Regions from separate parts of the Capra hircus genome. Here all the other regions are linked to region 1. The links are chromatin contacts, called in public Hi-C maps. All regions are on one chromosome and are shown on one strand. The core of a region is the stretch at or near the end of the contact, and the rest is flanking DNA. Distances in the headings are between cores, read along the strand shown.

Evidence for each region. Hi-C and Micro-C count contacts between places; a contact is called where the count stands out from the background.
Region 2: a contact with region 1 is called in a Hi-C map of blood, with 6 times the contacts expected there. The contact joins the promoter of BACH2 here to the enhancer-like site in region 1. A contact is called at or near these places in 2 of 5 Hi-C or Micro-C datasets (both in blood).
Region 3: a Hi-C map of blood shows a contact between it and region 1, with 3 times the contacts expected there. The contact joins two enhancer-like sites. A contact is called at or near these places in 2 of 5 Hi-C or Micro-C datasets (blood and liver).

What each region holds. Positions count from the first base shown.
Region 1 is chr9:47,065,707-47,068,932 of ARS1.2, forward strand. No RefSeq gene overlaps it. Among named protein-coding and RNA genes, the nearest start is that of MAP3K7, 110 kb to the left of the region's middle. Within about 2 kb of position 1,300, at least 1 of the 5 cell types and tissues checked has an H3K27ac peak or open chromatin away from gene starts, as enhancers often do.
Region 2 is chr9:47,245,089-47,247,991 of ARS1.2, forward strand. BACH2 (transcription regulator protein BACH2) reads left to right here and starts at 1,558. Exons shown (of 7, transcript XM_018053144.1): 1 at 1,558-1,655.
Region 3 is chr9:47,276,038-47,279,145 of ARS1.2, forward strand. All of the region lies in intron 1 of BACH2 (transcription regulator protein BACH2), which reads left to right. Among named protein-coding and RNA genes, the nearest start is that of BACH2, 31 kb to the left of the region's middle. Within about 2 kb of position 1,799, at least 1 of the 5 cell types and tissues checked has an H3K27ac peak or open chromatin away from gene starts, as enhancers often do.

The DNA.
Region 1 (3,226 bases), core at 50-2,549:
TTAAAAAAGTAGCCCCAATACATCATCATGGTAGAGACAGTATAGAATGATGTTCTCTTCACAGGTGGGCTTAATAATTCGTTCTTCTGTTTACCAGTCAGAGGATCTTTCTGAGGCTGTACCTTTCTGGGGTAGCAGAAATTCACTTTACAGCTTCCAACATCAGATTCTGAATCTCCAAATGCTTATATATATATAAAAAAGAAAGAAACATTTTGATGATAAATCCTTCCCTAGATAACAACGTTTACTTTAGGACAAATATTGTTCCTTAATTGACAATCAGGTTCAACTTGGATTTTTCATCACAGCACCCTAACAGGGAGGAGATCTTTGCCTCTCATTTCTCCAAGGAGGAAACAAGCACAGATCTGACCAAGTTGCTTCACCGCCCATGAGCAAGAATATGAACTCAGCTCTTCTGACACCTCAACCAAGGGCGTTCCCCCAGTCTCAGCTCTAAAAGAGGCTTTAGACACGCGGAGGGCTGGGGTTGACAGCTTGCTACAGGGAGAGGAGAGGAACTCCAGAGAAACACCAGTAGTCAGGACCTCTGGAATAAGAAAGCCTCCAGTTTTTACATTAAAACGAGGGGGAAAATGTGACAATTGGATGAGTTTCACTTTGAAATTCATTTAACCCGAAAAGTCAAAACGAAACTCCAGGGGTGCAAACCCACAACAATCAAAATAAAAACAAGTTTTCACAAGCCCGTTGCGAAGCTAAATATAGATTTTTTTTTTCAGATGGACCCCACTCACCTTCAAATTCATGACTTTTGAGAACTATTTCAAACCTTATTTTAAAAAAGAATGTCAATCTAAAGAAAAATAGTTTCGCGGGGGAGGGAGGGTGAGGCTGGGCTTGTATGTGTGATGGGGGAGCATTTCTCTGACTTAGCTCCCCCTGCAAAACCAGCAAGCTGTTTTTAAATACCATTTGTGGTCACCTGCCCTGGTAATATTTTCTAATTGTGGTCAAAAGAAGCTGACTAAATATTTGTGTGTTCACTCCACGGGGAAACTGTCAAAAGTCAGGGCCTTAGTGGATGGCCTTCCGTCATGTTATTTCTCACCTAGTTCTTGGGTGCATCTGTGAGAGCCCCCTCTGTGTTCTGCCATTGTAAACAGCGTAATTCAAATTGGACACCAAAGTACTCTGGCTGCAGCAGGGGCCGTGCACATGGCTTTTTCCTTTTCCTGTTCCTCTGGCCTCACCTCTGTGCCCAGGAGGAGGCAGACAGCAGGGGCTGGGATCACCTGGGGCCTGAGGGTTGCCCCGGAAAGATGGCCCCTTGGCTCCTCAACGTGCGGTGAGGGCTTTGAGCCAGGACGTTTGAACTGCTGAGCAATTTCGTATTAAGACGTGAGCACCCAAGTGTCAGCTGGAGCTCTAGGCTTTTATTTGTGGTGGGCTGTTTTCCTGTCACGGTTGGTGTGGTTCACCGTCTACCTGAGTGTTCAAAACTGCTTTGCAGAATCCAGTGGCTGAGCTCCAGATGGGTACGGCTCCTTCCCCACCCACCGGTGGCCCCCCCGGGACAACAACCCCAGGGTGCATCTCCTCCTCGGCCCCACTGCATTCCCATCCGGAGAAGAATCGTGAGAAAACAGGCATGAGAAAACACACTGTCAGATCTTCAGTGTGTATTTCCAGGAATGATACTTTGGGGAAAACTGAGACAGGTCTCCAGACTGCTGTGCCAAAGAATTCAGACTGTGATTTCCCGAAACAGACGATGGAAATCAATTGTAACCCCGTGAAGTCCAAGAATGGAACTGGGACTTCAAAAGCCTTAGAATTTTGGGAACCACGACTCATTTATGCTAAGGAAATAAACATGAATGTGTAAAACATTTTCAAAACTAAAGATACGGGGATATTTATTAGGAGTTCACCTATGCTAACAAAAAATGGGAAAAAATCTAAATGGCTAATAAGTTATTGATCGATCACATTACGGTATAATCATATTTTTTGGTCATCATCTGTAACCAGCATTTGTTGAATAGTTACTGTGTCCTGGATGTTATGTATTAGCTTTATGGGTGTTATCACACTTAGTTCTTAAAAAAAACCCCAAGAACTTACACTCAGAGAGGTAAAATTCCTCATCCAAGAGCACAATACTAATACAGTGAGATAAATAGTAACCCCCTACCACCCCACCAAATTCATGGCCACCTGGAACCTGAGAACATGACCTTATTTAGAAATAGGGTCTTTGCAGAGGTAATTGCTAAAAACAAAATCTCCCCGGGCCCATCTCTGACTGGCAGCCTTAACATGAGAAGAGAGAGAGTGATTTGAGCCCCACAGAGACACAGACAGAAGTCTACGTGAGGGTGGAGGCAGAGACTGAAGTGATGTGTCTACAAGGCAAGGAACGCCAAGGGTTGCTGGCAGCCTCCTGGAGCTTGGAGAGAGAGACACATGGAGCAGATTCTCTCTGAGAGCTCCAGGAACAACCGGCCCTGCTGACACTTTGATTTCAGACTTCTCGCCTCCTGAACTATGAGAGAATACATGTCTGTTGTTTTAAGCCACCCAGTTTGTGGTAAATTGTTATGGCAGCCACAGGAAATGAATACAGATGAAGAGAGTAGTACGCAGAGGATTTGAACCCAGGCTGACTCCAGAACCAGAGCTTGCCCTCTGTGCTATGTAGCATCCCACAGCCGGGCTTCACATGGTATATTTAACATCACATTTGGGTAAAAAATTTGAATATATGCATAGAAAAGAACTGGAAGAATATATGGTGAAATGTTTATTTCTGGATAGCAAGAATCCAGATGGATTTTAATTTCCTTCTTTTTGCTTATCTGCTTTTTCCTTTTTCAGCATCAAAAGCGATACTTTTCATAGTAAGATGCACATGGAATGATGTAGGAATGAAGGGGCATCATGCTACAACTTGCACGCAAATAGTTCAGACAAAAAAAAACTAATAAATATGTATCTACACAGAGAGAAAGTGATTAAGCAAATGTGGGAAAATGTTAATCATTGAGAATTTGGATAAAGGGTAGATAGGAATTCTTTGTATTGTTCTTACAGCTTTTTAGAAATTCTGAAATTATTTCAAAATTTAAAAGTTGCCCCTACCCCCAAAAAAGAGTCCTAACATGGAAGACATTCAAACTTGAAACAGAAACAACTTTATAAACATAAATGCCAGGACATGGCCAACTAGAGTACTCTAAGAATCAGAAAAGTTTATTTG
Region 2 (2,903 bases), core at 308-2,807, 180 kb after region 1:
ACGTTCAAAATGGGGCCTTTGAAAACTCTGCCCTCAAACGAAGGTGGTTCAGAGCAACACTTTGGCTGATATCACAAGACTCCCAGGGCAGCGCTTCGCTGCTTCCTCAGCATATGCCAGTGCCCATTTTACAGGGGCGATTTATGGTCCTTCTCTCAGTAGAGCGAGCCAAAGTTTTATAATCTTCATTAAAAATCAGCACCACATGTAATAATACAGAATACTGCCTGTACACAAGGGGGCCAAGTTATAGGTGTTCAGGGAAACGTGGCAGAATTTCTTGGCCTTCGCAGGCGTAAAGTTGCAGGCACCAGCACTATACTAACACAACCTCCTTTTATTGCAAATGTTCCTTCAGTCGAAGTCCTAATTACTTTCTGTAAAACCCTAACCACCATCAAGCTTTCTTCCGACAGGGCAGCCGCGCGATGGCCTTCAAGTGCAGCAGCAACACCCTGGCGGCCTCTCGAGTGGGCGGCGGGGGAGGGGGCTGGAACCCAGCAGTACTGGGGCAGCAGCTGCGAGGTAGGCTCTTGGGTGAGCTTCGCAATCGCACGCGCCCCTTTTCAAACCCTGGCGTGTGGACTTAGAGGCCACCTCGGTGGGACAGGCGGAGGCCCTCCTGGAAAGGATTCAAAAGTCAGTATCAACGTTAGGTCAGAGGCTACTCTTTCTCACCCCGTCTGCTCCCAACAGGGGGACCGGTCAGCTTTGAGGGGCCCGCAGAGCATCTTTTCCTGCCCCTTCTTGGGAAACCGCTAGGCAAGCCCGGAAACCCAGGTCTCGAGGTCCCACTCCCCTTCCAGGGTCTAGTGCCCCGGCTCTGCCCGCTCCCCACGTGACACACCAGCCATCACCTCGCCAACCACCCCTCTTGCCCCCAGTCCTGGCCTTTCAAGGCCCCTGGGCGAGTCGCCGGCCAGGCCGGACCGACCAGGCGGCCAAGAGGGCCAGGAGCAAGGGGCTCTCCAGGCCGCGCGGCCGCACAAAGCGGGGAGAGCAGCAGCGGCGGCGGCGTGAGGCGCGCCCCCTCCCGCGAGTAGGCCGAGCGCGCGCCCGCCCCCTGTCCCTCCGCCCTAGCCCCCGGAGCGCCATTCGCGGAGCGGCTTACGCTAGTCGCCGGGCGTACGGCGCCCCAGCGGCCGGGGAGGTGCGCTGCCCGGCTCCCGTAAAGTTATTGTGAATGGGGAACGGGTGACGTCAGCGCCGAATGTCAACAATGTAGCGATTGAGAGTGTGGGCGTTCCGGGGAGAGCGCGAGCCGCGCGGCGAGGAGCAAACAGCGCCGAGCAGCCGCCGCCTCGCCAGCAGCAGCAGCAGCAGCAGCGGCAGCAGCGGCAGCGGCGACCGTGCACGCCCGGGCTGCGGTCGCAGCAGCGCTAAAGCCAGCGCCCGCCGCCGCCCTCGCCACCCCGCCTGCCCACTCCCGCGGCCGCCGGGCTCTCGCTTTCTCCCCGGCCTCCCCTCGACCCTTCCCCTCCCCCTTCCCGCCACTCTCGGGGGGCTGGGGACGAGCTGCCATGTGATGCGCCTCCCCTCGGTGAGCTTTCGGTGACCCCCACCCCTCCCCAATCCGCCGACCGCCGGGAGGGGGCTGCGGGCTGGGAGGACGCGGGCAAGAGGAGACGGAAAAGAACGCAAAGTTCTCTGGCGAGGTGAGTCCGTGGCCCGCGGGTCCCGGGCCCCCGCGGCGGGGCAAGTTGGCCGGGGAGGGGGCGCGGGGGGAGCGGGCTTGCGGGACTGGCAGGGAGGCGTGAGGAAGCGGCGCGGGAAGGGAGCCGCGGCTGCGGGGCGCGCACGCAGCCGCCAGCCGAGCGCCCTGCCCGCTTTGATGGCATTTTCTAGGAACGGGAAGGGGGTGGGAGCTGAGCAGGCGGACGCACGGCTGCGGCCGTGCGCTCTGTCGCCCGGCTGTTTACGGCGGGCGAGGAGGCATTGTATTTTGCTCGCGTCGACGGGTGTTTTGGAACAGCAGGGGGAGGAGGAGCAGAGGGTAATAAGTCAGGCGTGGGGAGGGCGGGCTGGAGGGAGGCGCGCGTCCGCGCGACCGGAGCAGCTGTCAGACCCACGGCCCTGCACTCGGGCCCCCGGCCCGCGATCGCGGTGCCAGGCCGGGCGGCCTCCTCCCAGCTCGCGGCGTCCGCGACCCGGGCTGCTCCGCGAAGCTTTGCGCTCGGCTGTCAGTCGCCGCCGGGTAGCTGAGACTACAGAGACTGGCGAGGTATCAAAGCCCAAGTTTAGGGTCCCGGGAAGAGGCAGCCCGGGGACTCTCGGCGCAGACCTCGGGCTGCGCGCTGGGTATGATCGCTATTAGCCAAGGACCGGGTCATTGGCATGAGTCCCGGGGAGCTCGAGCCGAAAGGCTCGTGCCTTCAGACAGAAAAATCTTTGCACCTTCCTCTTCCACGATTCTGCATGAAATCAAAGTGCAACACACACCCCTTCTTCTCCCTGCCTGCACTTCAGTCTGCAAACCCCTTTTGGGCTCCACCTAGGAGAGGAGTTTATCCAGGGGACACCGCTCCACCGCCCCCTCGCCGAGGCGCCCTGTAGGGTCTCGCAGTTTTTCTCCTCTCACCCGGTGAGTGCTCAGGAGCCGAGCACCCATGGAGAGGGAGGCGGGCGGCGCTCCTTGGACTACCCTAGCTGCCCACGAGAAGGGACTCGAGTGAGCACCTCGGCGACCTCGGTTTGGCCGGGGATTTGCAAGAACTCGGACCGTGGGAGGGAGCGGACAGGGCCGGGTGTGTGCGTGTGAAAGGGACCGCGCACCGCAGGCTTCCAGGGTCGTGGGCGCGCGAGGTATCTGCAGCACCGTCTCGCATGTAGGCGAGTTTGATAACTTGGGGGGAAGTTCCCGCACCGCCGTCAGATGGTTTTTGTCTGTGGCCGGGGAAGGAGCG
Region 3 (3,108 bases), core at 549-3,048, 210 kb after region 1:
GGTTGCCATTTCCTTCTCCAGGGGATCTTCCCAACCCAGGGATCGAACCCGGGTTTCCTGCACTGCAGGCAGATTCTTTACCAACTGAGCTACAAGGGAAGCCCGTAAGGTGCGCCATAGTTTCTTTAAATATTCCTCAGTTGATGGCATTCAGGGGCATCCTAGGTTTTTACCATTCCACAAAACACCACAGTTAAAATTCTTGTGCGCATATTCTCACTTACCCAGTTTGAAGGATAGATTCCTAAGAGCTGAGTCAAAGATGATGCCAGATGACATTCCAAAAAAGTTGCATCAATGGAGAGTCTCACCAGGAAAATATGAAATACCTGGTTACCTCACTGCAGCTAGAGAGCTGGAATCTTGTCCAGGTTTCCCACTCTGATGGATGAAGAGAGATTCTCTAGTTGTTTTCTTTTGAATATCCTTGATTATCAGTGAGATTGTGCCTCTTTTTGTATGTTTAAGGGCCTGTTGGAATTTTCTTCTAAGTTTGGGACAGTGAGGGGACAGCCCACCACAGATTTCATTTTACTGGTCTCTTTAAGTACCAGTTTTTCTGTGTGTGGTATACTTGGTGATTGGGGTTTATGTTTGGTTTCGTGGGATAGAGGAGATACAAAGATGAAAAAAATACAGTGTTGAATCTTGTTTTGTTTTGTTGAGTTGGCTTAGTTCTCATTTTCTTTCTCTAACATTTTTTTCTTCAAGATCAGCTTACTTACAGGAAATCCGTCTCTGTCTATTTGTGTGTAATGTAAAAAGAGCCCAGGGTGGGGCATCTTTATGGCTTGGCGTACTGTACATTGTTATTCAAGACTGCCCAAGGAGTGCGAATTCACATATGTGTTTTTTTTTAATTGAAGTGGATTTACATAACATGAAATTAACCCTCTTAAAGTATACAATTTAGTGTGTAGCCATCACCTCAATCTAGTTCCAAAACATTTTCATCACCCCAAAGGAATCCGCATACCCATTAAAAAGTCACTCCCAATACCCTCATGTTTCATCCCCTGGAAGCCACCAACCTGCTTCCTGCTTCTATGGATTTACCTTTTCTGGATGCTACGTATAAATGGGATCATACATATGATATGTGACTTTGGGGGTCTGGCGTCTTTAATTTAGCATAATGTTTTTGAGGTTCATCCACACTGTAGCATGTATCAGTATTTCAGTCCTTATGACTGGATAATATTCCATTGTATGCCACAAATACACCACAATTTGTTTATCCATTCATCAGCTGATAGACATTTGGGTAGTTTCCACCTTTGGCTGTTGTGAATAATTACACATGTAAATTTAGACCCCGAGTTAGTCATACAGAGGGAAGTATGAGGGACAAGCAGGAAGGCAGCTGAGAAGAGCCTTCCAGTGGGTCTTCGAGAGCTTTCCCTTCTCTCAGTGATCAGTCATTTATAGAATCTCTGGAAGGCTGAGTCAGCCTTGGAGTCAGATTGGCAGTTTGTTTTCCTTAGGCTTTAAGCTCTGGGTTAAACCAGAATATAAAGCCACCCAGTGGACCACATCCTCTGGATTTAAAAAGAAACTTACCTTCAACCCTGGGGCATGGTTGTATATTTCCCCTCCTCCAGGCAATTGGTTTCTGTAGCCTCAGTGGATACAGTGACCAGGAGGTAATATTTGTGGCAGCCCCCTCCATGGCCATGACCTCTGCCTCCGGTTTCTGGCTTGAAGCTTGAAGAATTTGGTGACCAGAGAGAGGGATTGTGCTCATGATGCGTAAGGGGGTTTCGTTCCCAGCTTAGCAATCTCGGCTGTGTACCTCCCAGTGTTCTCCTCTGTAAAGTGGGGTTACTGATACGTCCTAGGGTTGCAGAGAGAGTTAGGTGAGATAATGTAGAATGAGCACTGTTACGATGCCACGTGGTCACGCCTGATGCATGCTCGTTTCCCCTTCTCAGAGCCTCCCTGTTCTCTGTTGTCCCATGCCTGTAACACTGCGTGCCTCACAGTGTTGTGCTAAGAACAACATGAGTACATATGCATGTTCCATAGCACCATGGCTGCCTCGTAAGTTAACACTCAGTATAAACAGATCGAAAGATACCTTGCCTTGCAATCTGTATTTCCCATTGAGAAAACACCATCTAGTTGATTGTAAGCTATCTAAACGCTTTAGGTGGTAAAGATTTCACCTTGGTTTATTGAGTTCTTATGAAGCTTTATATTTATTATTACAGACATATCTGGCTAATTAAAAGACAACCATGTTCAGGAGAGATGGACGGTAGCCAAGATTTCAGTGTGTGAGTTAGAAGTTTAGCATCATATTAGCATAAACATTAGAGAAAGTTATGTTTGTATCATGTTGTTGCAACCTACTCCCCCCCAAAATATCAGGTGCACAGTATGAAATCAGCTTAGAAGCTGACACTTCTGTCTGAACTTTGAAAACAGGCGTTTAGTGCCCTGTTTTGAGTACAGTTTCGTTGTGATTATTTAGAAACCCTGACTTAGGACAAATGGAAAGTGATTTTGGAAAAAAAAAAAATAGCTGCAGAGAGAAGAAACTGTCTTCTACCACGTTCCCTCTCGAAAGCATACTCTGTGAGGATGAAGGCAGTCATCCCAACATGCCTGTTGCGAGGAAATGTTTCTTGGGACTTCCTTGCTGGTCCAGAGGTTAGGACCCAGTTTCACTTCCCAGGGCTTGGGTTGGATCCTTGGTCAGGGAACTAAGATCCTATAAGCTTCTCAGTGAGGCCAAAAAAAAAAGTCTTTTTTCCATCTGTGTCAGTATAATTGAACAAGAAAGACTGTTCATGTTTTTTCAGATATGAAGTATGTTTTTAGTTCCAATCTTTTGTTTCTCTGACCAGATCTGTACTGATTAGAATAGTAAATTGCTCACGTAAGATTTATACATAAATTATCTGAAGAAGCATTTTAGACTCAGCTGAAGTTTTGAAAAAGTTTAAGAATATTTATAACGCTTATCTTTTAAAATTAGGAGATCTAACACACAGTAGTATATTTGGCAAATTTGTCCCGTGTGTGTGCTTTGGATTGAGCCCCAAACCCTCAGTGAACTCCCAGGCATATCCCAGGAGCCACAGGTAGATCCTGGAGGCAGGATGA